Regions from separate parts of the Rattus norvegicus genome. Here region 1 is linked to region 2. The links are chromatin contacts, called in public Hi-C maps. All regions are on one chromosome and are shown on one strand. Each heading gives the region's core, a stretch centred on a gene start, on an enhancer-like site or on the middle of the called end of the contact. The rest is flanking DNA. Distances are from core to core; before and after follow the strand shown.

Region 1 (4,072 bases), core at 534-3,033, 350 kb after region 2:
TCTATCTATCATTTGTCTATCTATCTATCTATAGAGCTGGGAACTATCTATCTATAGAGCTATAGGGAATTATCTATCTATCCATTCATCCATCTATCCATTCATCTATCTATCTATCTATCTATCTATCTATCTATCTATCTATCTATCTATAGAACTGGGAACTAACCACGGCAGAGCTCTCCGCATGCCAGGGAAGTGCTCTATCACTAAGCTATATTCACAGTCCTTTATTTGTCTAATTAATTAATTAATCTAGTGTCGTATTACTGTTCAGGTCGAGACAATTGATGGTTCACAGTCAGTCACAGATTGAACTCCTGTCCTGTACTTTCCCCACTTCTCACCTCTGCACTAGACTAGAGACAGAATAAGACAAAGCCCACCTACCCCAGAATGCCTCTAATGTGCTTTAAATAGGGCCTGAAAGTTCACTTCAGGGTCTCTCTATCTTGGCAATGGGAGACCCCAGCATACTTGACTTCTGCAGAATAAAACACTCTTTGCCGAATAAAACACTCTTTGCCTTTGCATACTATTTAAGTCTGGGGTATCATTCTTTGGTGAATCATTCTTCAGTGAATTATGGACCCTTACACTAATTGACAGACTGGCCCTGTACTGTCTGTCTGTCTGTCTGTCTGTCTGTCTATCTATCTATCTATCTATCTATCTATCTTCTCCTCCTCTATCTATCTATCTATCTATCTATCTTCTCCTCCTCCTTCTTCATCACCATCTATCTATCTATCTATCTATCTATCTATCTATCTATCTATCTTCTCCTCCTCCTTCTTCATCACCATCTATTTGTCTGTGTAATCCATATAGGTTCTGAACCTCTTTCTTGCTGACTGGGCCTCCCACGTAGATGAACATACAGGCTTGCAACACCAGCCCTGGCTTTTAATATTTGTATTAACTTATGATAATCAAACTGAACTGATAAACACAATCAAAATACTACACAAAGCCCAGGATTAAACTTCCCAATGAACTCTTTAAATGACAAATTGCACTTAAGGAAGCAGTAGAACGGAACCCTCTTTTCTACCATCAAAAATAGAGATAGGGTTTTAACAAGATGAGAGAGAATGAGAGGGAGGGGAAGGAGAGGCAGGGAGGAAGGAATGGGGAGAGAAAGGGAGGGAGGAGGACGGGGTAAGGAAGGAGGAAAAGAGGGAGAGGGAGGGAAAGAAGGAAGGAGATGGCAAAGAGTCATAGACTGAGACAGATAGGTCAGCTAGGGTTTAATAATTCCAATCATTCTGGTATCCAAATGTAAACCCCTACATTTTAGGAAGTCAGACATAACAATTTTGCCAGACAGCTGTTCAGAGAAGGACAAGTACCTGTCTGTTTTTTCTTTAAAGGCCAAACTTACATTAGCAATTTTAATAAGCCATGATTGCCTTCGTACAGAGCTTACATAGGAATAAACAGGAATCACGCAAAGGCTTGGGAAAGGGGAAGAAACAAGGTAAACTGACTTCTACCACTGAGTTAGGCGGTGTGTTACTTTCCGTTAGTAATTTTCTTCCTGTTCCTTCCTCACATCTACATTTAGGCTCGCAGAAAGCCAGAGGGGTAGAAGGGAAAGCCCGGCTGGACAGGAAGAGGAAGCGAACAGGAAGCGGCGCGGGGTCCTTGCGAAGGAGCCCTCCGTGCAAGGGAGCAGAGAACTCAGTTCCGCCGCGGTACCTCTCAGCTCCGAAAATCTGCGCAGTTTCCGCAGGGTGGCTTCCCGGAGAGTCTCCATGGCCGACTTCCGGGAGCCCACTTAGCACGCATGCGCACTCCGAAACCGCGCACGCGCCCGCCTCCGCTGTGCATGCCACGTCACTGCGGCTCTGGAAGCGCCATGAGACCTGGAAAGCTAGGATGGCGTGAGCGTGCGCAAGCGGCGTTTCCTAGGCAACGCTCTGTGGGGCAGATGGGCGGGCACCTAGCGGTGCCGGGCTGCGCGGGAGCAGTGGGTTCCCGCTTTACCACGTCTGACAGCCCGTCTGCGCCAGAGGAGACCAACCCTCCCACGATAGTGGATCTACCACCCAGATGCTGAGGTGACCTGCCCTCACCAAGCTCCTATTCCTGTCAGAAGCCTCCCAGGGAGACCAGGTCCCTGAACCACAGGCTCCGCCTTGTGGGATGTATCTGGTGGGCCAGACCACCCTGTGCCCTTCAGTTGGCCATCTTCCCAGGCTCAGTTCTGAAGTAGCGCCTTTAGGCAGCAATGGCACACTCAGTTGTATTCACTTGCTTCTAGGAGATTGCCAGAGATTGGGAAGAGCCTCTTATTGAATGAACACACTTTTGGCTGGTTGGCTCGTTATGTCTTTCTCTCATAGAGCTCGTAGTTCATATGGGTACTACAGGTTAATCTCTTTTAACCTTACACACAGGACATAGAGAGTAACAACATTTAAGGAAGACATTTCAGTCTGAAACCCGGAAACCTTACCCCTACAATTTGACTTGAGAAGTTTCTCTTCATTAGAATCTAACTCAGAATTCTGAATAGCAGCTCCCTCTGAACTTAAGTTTCTGAGTAAGCTTAGTTGTACATTTAAAGTCTTGACCTCAGCATTTAATTCCGTATTTAAAGTGAACAAGTTTGTGGGGAGGAGAGTAACAACGATAGAAGTCAGAGTTTGTGATTTATATTCTTGAGTGAACTGGAGTCATCCCAGATTTTGGTGACCTGCATTATGTTTAAAGAGGACACACTGAAGTGTGTCAGTGGGTAGGGCAAGAATATAAGCAGAGAGGTTTATTTGGAGCTTACTACAGTAGCACAACCAGGAGAGATTCAGTGGGAATTTAAAAGATAATAATGGGAGGTGGGAAGAAATTGCTTAGATTCTAGAAACACTTTAAAATGAAGACCAGCAACATCTGTCCACTACATGATGAATCGTGTACACTTCTACACGAGTGTGAATCGTGAGAGAAGTTACCAAAAGATGCCTGAAAGTGGATGACAGGGCCTTTAAATGAGCTGAGGGAAGGTATGCATGGAGAAGCATAGTGAAGTCATAAGAGAAACCCTGTAATAATACTGGATATGTAGAACAAAACATGTGCAAATATAGCATAAATTGTGTGTTTGTGTGCATCATGTATGGTGGTTCTGGAGAGCAAGATGGGTCTGGCTAGAAAAATTTGTGAATTGTCAGAATGGAGATATAATTTATTTTCAGTTACAGTGCTAGGTTGGGATCCAAGGGGAACAATAAAGGTAAAAAAGGCCCACATATCTGAGTACCGCACATTCTTGTGGAAGTGGAAAACAACAATGTGACCAAATTTAAATGTATTGTATAGTATTTCACGCCCACCCTTCCATTCCGTGCTGAAGTGTGCCCTGTCTTGAACTTGTGCAGGCCTCGGGTTCTGTTACAGCTGCTGTGAGTTCATGACTGCAGCTGCCCTGCTGTGTCCAGAAAACAGTTTCCACCACCTCTGGCACCTCCCTTCTCCAAAGATCCCTACCCTGAGCCTTGGGAGGAGAGGGTATAATATATCAGTTTCAGAATTTGAGCATTACATAGTTGTACTCTCTACACATTGACCAGTTGTGAGTCTCTGTGTTGTTAGCTACACGTTGCAAAAAGAAACCCTTCTGATGAGGGCTGAGTGGTGCACTAATCTATGGGTCTAGCAATAGATCGTTGGGAGTTAGCTTAGTGCTATGTCTGTCAGCAAATTAATAGTAGGTTCCCTTCTAGAGCTTTATGATCTGTCTGGCCACAGGTTCTTGCTTCTAACAACAGTGCCAGATATGGGCTCTATGTTATGGAGGGTGACTTAAATCCTTAAATTCAAATCAGAAAGTTGTTGATTACCCCTGTGAAATTCTTTTCACTAGTGCGCCATTAGGTGTCCCTTACCAGGTCAGTCTTTATAGCTTATCCAAGACCTATTTCTACCTGAGGGACTCTAGATCATTCATAGCTGCTGGGAGAGGCTGAGTCAGTTTTCTTTAAGGCCGTGGCATCTCTGATAGGTAAACCATGCTTTGGTAGGTGGCCCCACCCATGAGGATATTGACGGCACAAAATAGACCCAATGA
Region 2 (3,666 bases), core at 755-3,254:
TCTCCCAGGTCTCTGGTACATTCTAGAGGGTCCCTCGGCCCAGCTCCTAAAATCTTCAATTTTGTTTTAACGTATTTTAAAACATAAAGGTAGGCATTAATTAATCACCCTTACTAATTACACACACTTGTTCAGCTGTCACTAAACTAAGAATTGCCCACACTTTAAAAAGGAACATAGCCATTCTGATGCAGAAGCAACAAGAATTTTCCATAAAACAGAAACTCAGTTGGCAGTAACTACCCTATAGCCACACTTTCTATTCACAATGTGTGGTGAGGAAAGACAGCAACAGGCAGCATCCCTATTCGTCTCATATTCCTGTAGCTTGGTTTTGCCACGTGCTGGTTGAACTGTGTAATAATCAGTGCAACAGAAGAGAAGCATTTGCTTGAAACCAGTGTATTCAGGGGTTGCTCTCTGAGCCTATGCATTCTTTTCCATTTTCACACTGGACTTTAGCTTCAGTGGGAATTAGGTAGAGGTCTATGCCATAGCCCTTCAGTGTTTTCTTTCCTGTCCTATACTGTATCAGTTGGTATCGCAGATACCTGTCACATGGATGTGTAAGGGAATAGACATAGAAACAGCCTCTGCAAAGGAGGTGGGGAGGCTTTCAGTCACATGGACACCTGGGGTTGGAACTGCTTCTAGTGGAGACTTTACACCTTGGAGGAACTAAGCTATGGACAGAGATGGAGGTGAGGGCTATCCTGATACATTAGAGACCACAGTGGCATGCCTTCAGTCTTGATGCACATTCACAGGCACTCATGTGTCTAATGCTCATTAAAGTGCAGACTGAGGCTTGTCTCTGTGGGTCCTGTCTGTCTTTCCAGCAGATTACCACTGATTCCTGGTGGCCACACAGTGAGACCCAAGTGCACACTTGCTTGCTTCATTATGGATCTGAATCCTGAAACCTGAAACCCCACACAGGGAGGGATTTTGTGGTGTCCTGTGGGGGGAACAGTATGAGAACAGTCCCCGCTCTCTGTCACACTGGCTCAGCAAGGAGTGAAAAGCCCACGCTTTAGAGTCAGGCGGATCCAGACTCAGATCATGGCCCCGGTGTTCACTAGCTGTAAAGCCTCCAGCAGGTTGTTCATCCTTTCTGGCTTCAGTATTCTTTTGTGGAATACTGATGGAAGGTTGATGGTTCTACCATATGGAAGGGCTGTGGTTGTCATTGTTACAATTAGCCTACCAAAATAAGCCACAATGTCTCAACCATGGTGGCTAGTGATCAGAGTATACAGTGTATCTTCTTCCCTGGTTTGGCCAGTTTGGTATTATTATCAGTGGGCACTGCAATGTTGCTATACACTCTAGGTATCTCTCCCAGAGCTGAGACAATGCCCACCTCTGCTGAAGGAGCAGCGTTGTAACAGTTACTGGGAATAAGCACTTCATCACCATCAGGAAACAAAACAGATTTCATTTGCTCACTGTCTTTGTGAAAGAGAATCTGCAGGATGGAAAATATCCACTCATGAATTTTTCAGACTTATTTGCGATTGAGGCTCTTCAAACATCTGTTCATTAATGTGGGCATCCAGCTAATGTCATAGATATTAATAGCAGATGCTGTCCTCTCTCCTGTGGTTAATACAGGAGCTGCTTTCTTCCCGGGCTCATGTTTTCTGATAGCTTTAATTGCTGTTACTTAAGTAAAGAAATCCTGAATGCCATAGATTCTAAAGAGACAGTGGGAAACAATGCCCCTTTAGAATAACAAACATCCTTTTTAAATACCAGTGAGCTAAAGGAAGGGGAGCTGTCATTCTTGCTATTCTACGGGGGTTAGATTTGGTCCATACAGAAGATACTAAAGGTGAAAAGAAAGAGAATCTATGGAAATTAAAGCTGTCACTCTGTGCAGTGCCTTTGTGTGAGCAGCTTCAAAAACCCATTTGGAAATCATGGCTCTTGTATCACAGTCATTACTGAGACACTAGCATCACCCACTTATTACTGCAAACATAGCAACAGTTGCCATGTGAGCAGATCTGCAACACAAACAGCGGAGTCGGGTGGCTGGCATAGGGTGGGGCTGGCTGGAGTCGGGGCCGCTGTGGCAGAGCGCAGTGCCACCTGTACTACAGGTTTAATTAGGCTGGCTGTTCTCTCTGGTCCCTGTGCCGTGTCCTGTCAGACATTTCCAGAGAACAGAAGCAGTCTCAAAAGGCGGCATTTCGGATTAAATCTTACATTCGGTGGCACAGGAACACAACCAAAGGCAGAATTTTGCTTTGATGTGCACAAGGGTAGGCACGTGGCCAAGGATTCCTTTTCATTTCTAGGAATGGAACCCTCACAGAACTCCTGTCATTAGAATGTCGGTCCACTTGTTGCTGTCACAATATGCCACTCCGTCTAATTGAAAATGGAGAAGTCTGTCATCATTTGCTTAGCAGTTTGCCTCTGGTGAATCTTCACAGGTTCCCTTTATGTGTCTGGGAATTAGTTAATTAGTATTACAAAATGCATCAGGAGGAAGAGGCCCTTCGGGTTACCAGGGAGGCCCTTTCGGGCTGCTAACAAGCTTACCATGGGACAGGAAGAGCTGAAGTACTGTGGCAGAGCCGCCCAGCTGAGGAAGACATCTTTTCTCGCTCGAGTGAGCTGTTGTAACCTAAATATGTCACTTTCTCAGTCTCTCTCAGTCTCATGCAATGTTTCATGTGTGGCATAAATCCCGGTCCTTAAAGCTTTCTCTTTAAGGAGTACCGATTTTACCCAGGCACAGCGTTCTCTTCTATCTCTCCTTTCATTAATTTCCCATTCTCCCAGCACTTCTTCTGAACAGAGTATTTTGTTTGATATTCTCTCTTTGACATTTTTCACAGAGAAAGGTTGTTTCAATCTAAGGGTGGCTTTTAAAAGTCAGGGACAGATTGACATTTTTTCCCTCACTCCTTAACGGTGACGCCTGTGTGCCTTTGTTAGGGGGAAATTCTCCAGCCTCTCGCCGCCGCCGCACTCTCTGCAGCGCCTCCACTGATGGCCAGATGGCGCCAGTGAGCAAGCCAACTCACAGGCGAGGCTAAAAGGGCTGTTTAGGGTTCTCGCCAAGGGAGGGAGTCGTGCAGGGGCCCTCTCTCACTGTGGCAGAGGTAATGTCTAATTCTGTGGAATGAGAAGAAAGCAGAATCCCCGAGGTCTGGGGGCAGCAGTTGGCACTGTGGGATCTTAATTTCACTGCTGAACCTGGGAATTGTTGGCGAGTGTCACTGTGGTGCTTTACGGGGCAGTGCTGAATAAGGGGTTTTTATTGGAAGTATTAAGTGGCTTTTGCAATACAGATGAATAGTCTAGATTTTTGAACCTTCATGGAAATAATTTTAACATCTACTTCCTTTAACTTTTGTTTTGTGCATGTGTGTATCTCTCTCTCTCTCTCTCTCTCTCTGTCTGTCTCTCTCTCTCTCTTTCTGTCTCTCTCTGTGTGTGTGTGTGTGTGTGTGTGTAGAGGTGGCACTGGGCATGTACCATGGTGACTATGTGGAGGTCAGAGGACAACCTCAAATTTGGTTTCCCATTTATATTTTGCTCGAGACAGTGTTCTCTGTTGTTTGCAGCTGGCAATTGCAGGTAGCAGGCCGGCTGGCCTGCTCACGAAGCAAGATTCTCTGTCTCTTCCTAGGAGCTCAGTTCTTGCACATA

What was found. Hi-C and Micro-C count contacts between places; a contact is called where the count stands out from the background.
Region 1: a contact with region 2 is called in a Hi-C map of the A7r5 cell line, with 2.0 times the contacts expected there. The contact joins the promoter of Fpgt here to the enhancer-like site in region 2. A contact is called at or near these places in 3 of 12 Hi-C or Micro-C datasets (the A7r5 cell line, frontal cortex and hepatocytes).

Annotation. Positions count from the first base shown.
Region 1 is chr2:246,777,065-246,781,136 of GRCr8, forward strand. Fpgt (fucose-1-phosphate guanylyltransferase) reads right to left here and starts at 1,784. Exons shown (of 4, transcript NM_199494.2): 1 at 1,702-1,784. The coding sequence starts at 1,759. It overlaps Lrriq3 (leucine-rich repeats and IQ motif containing 3), which reads left to right and starts at 1,919. Exons shown (of 8, transcript NM_001024307.1): 1 at 1,919-2,063.
Region 2 is chr2:246,426,632-246,430,297 of GRCr8, forward strand. The region is part of intron 23 of Tnni3k (TNNI3 interacting kinase); the gene reads right to left. Among named protein-coding and RNA genes, the nearest start is that of Lrrc53, 13 kb to the right of the region's middle. Within about 2 kb of position 2,005, at least 42 of the 93 cell types and tissues checked have an H3K27ac peak or open chromatin away from gene starts, as enhancers often do.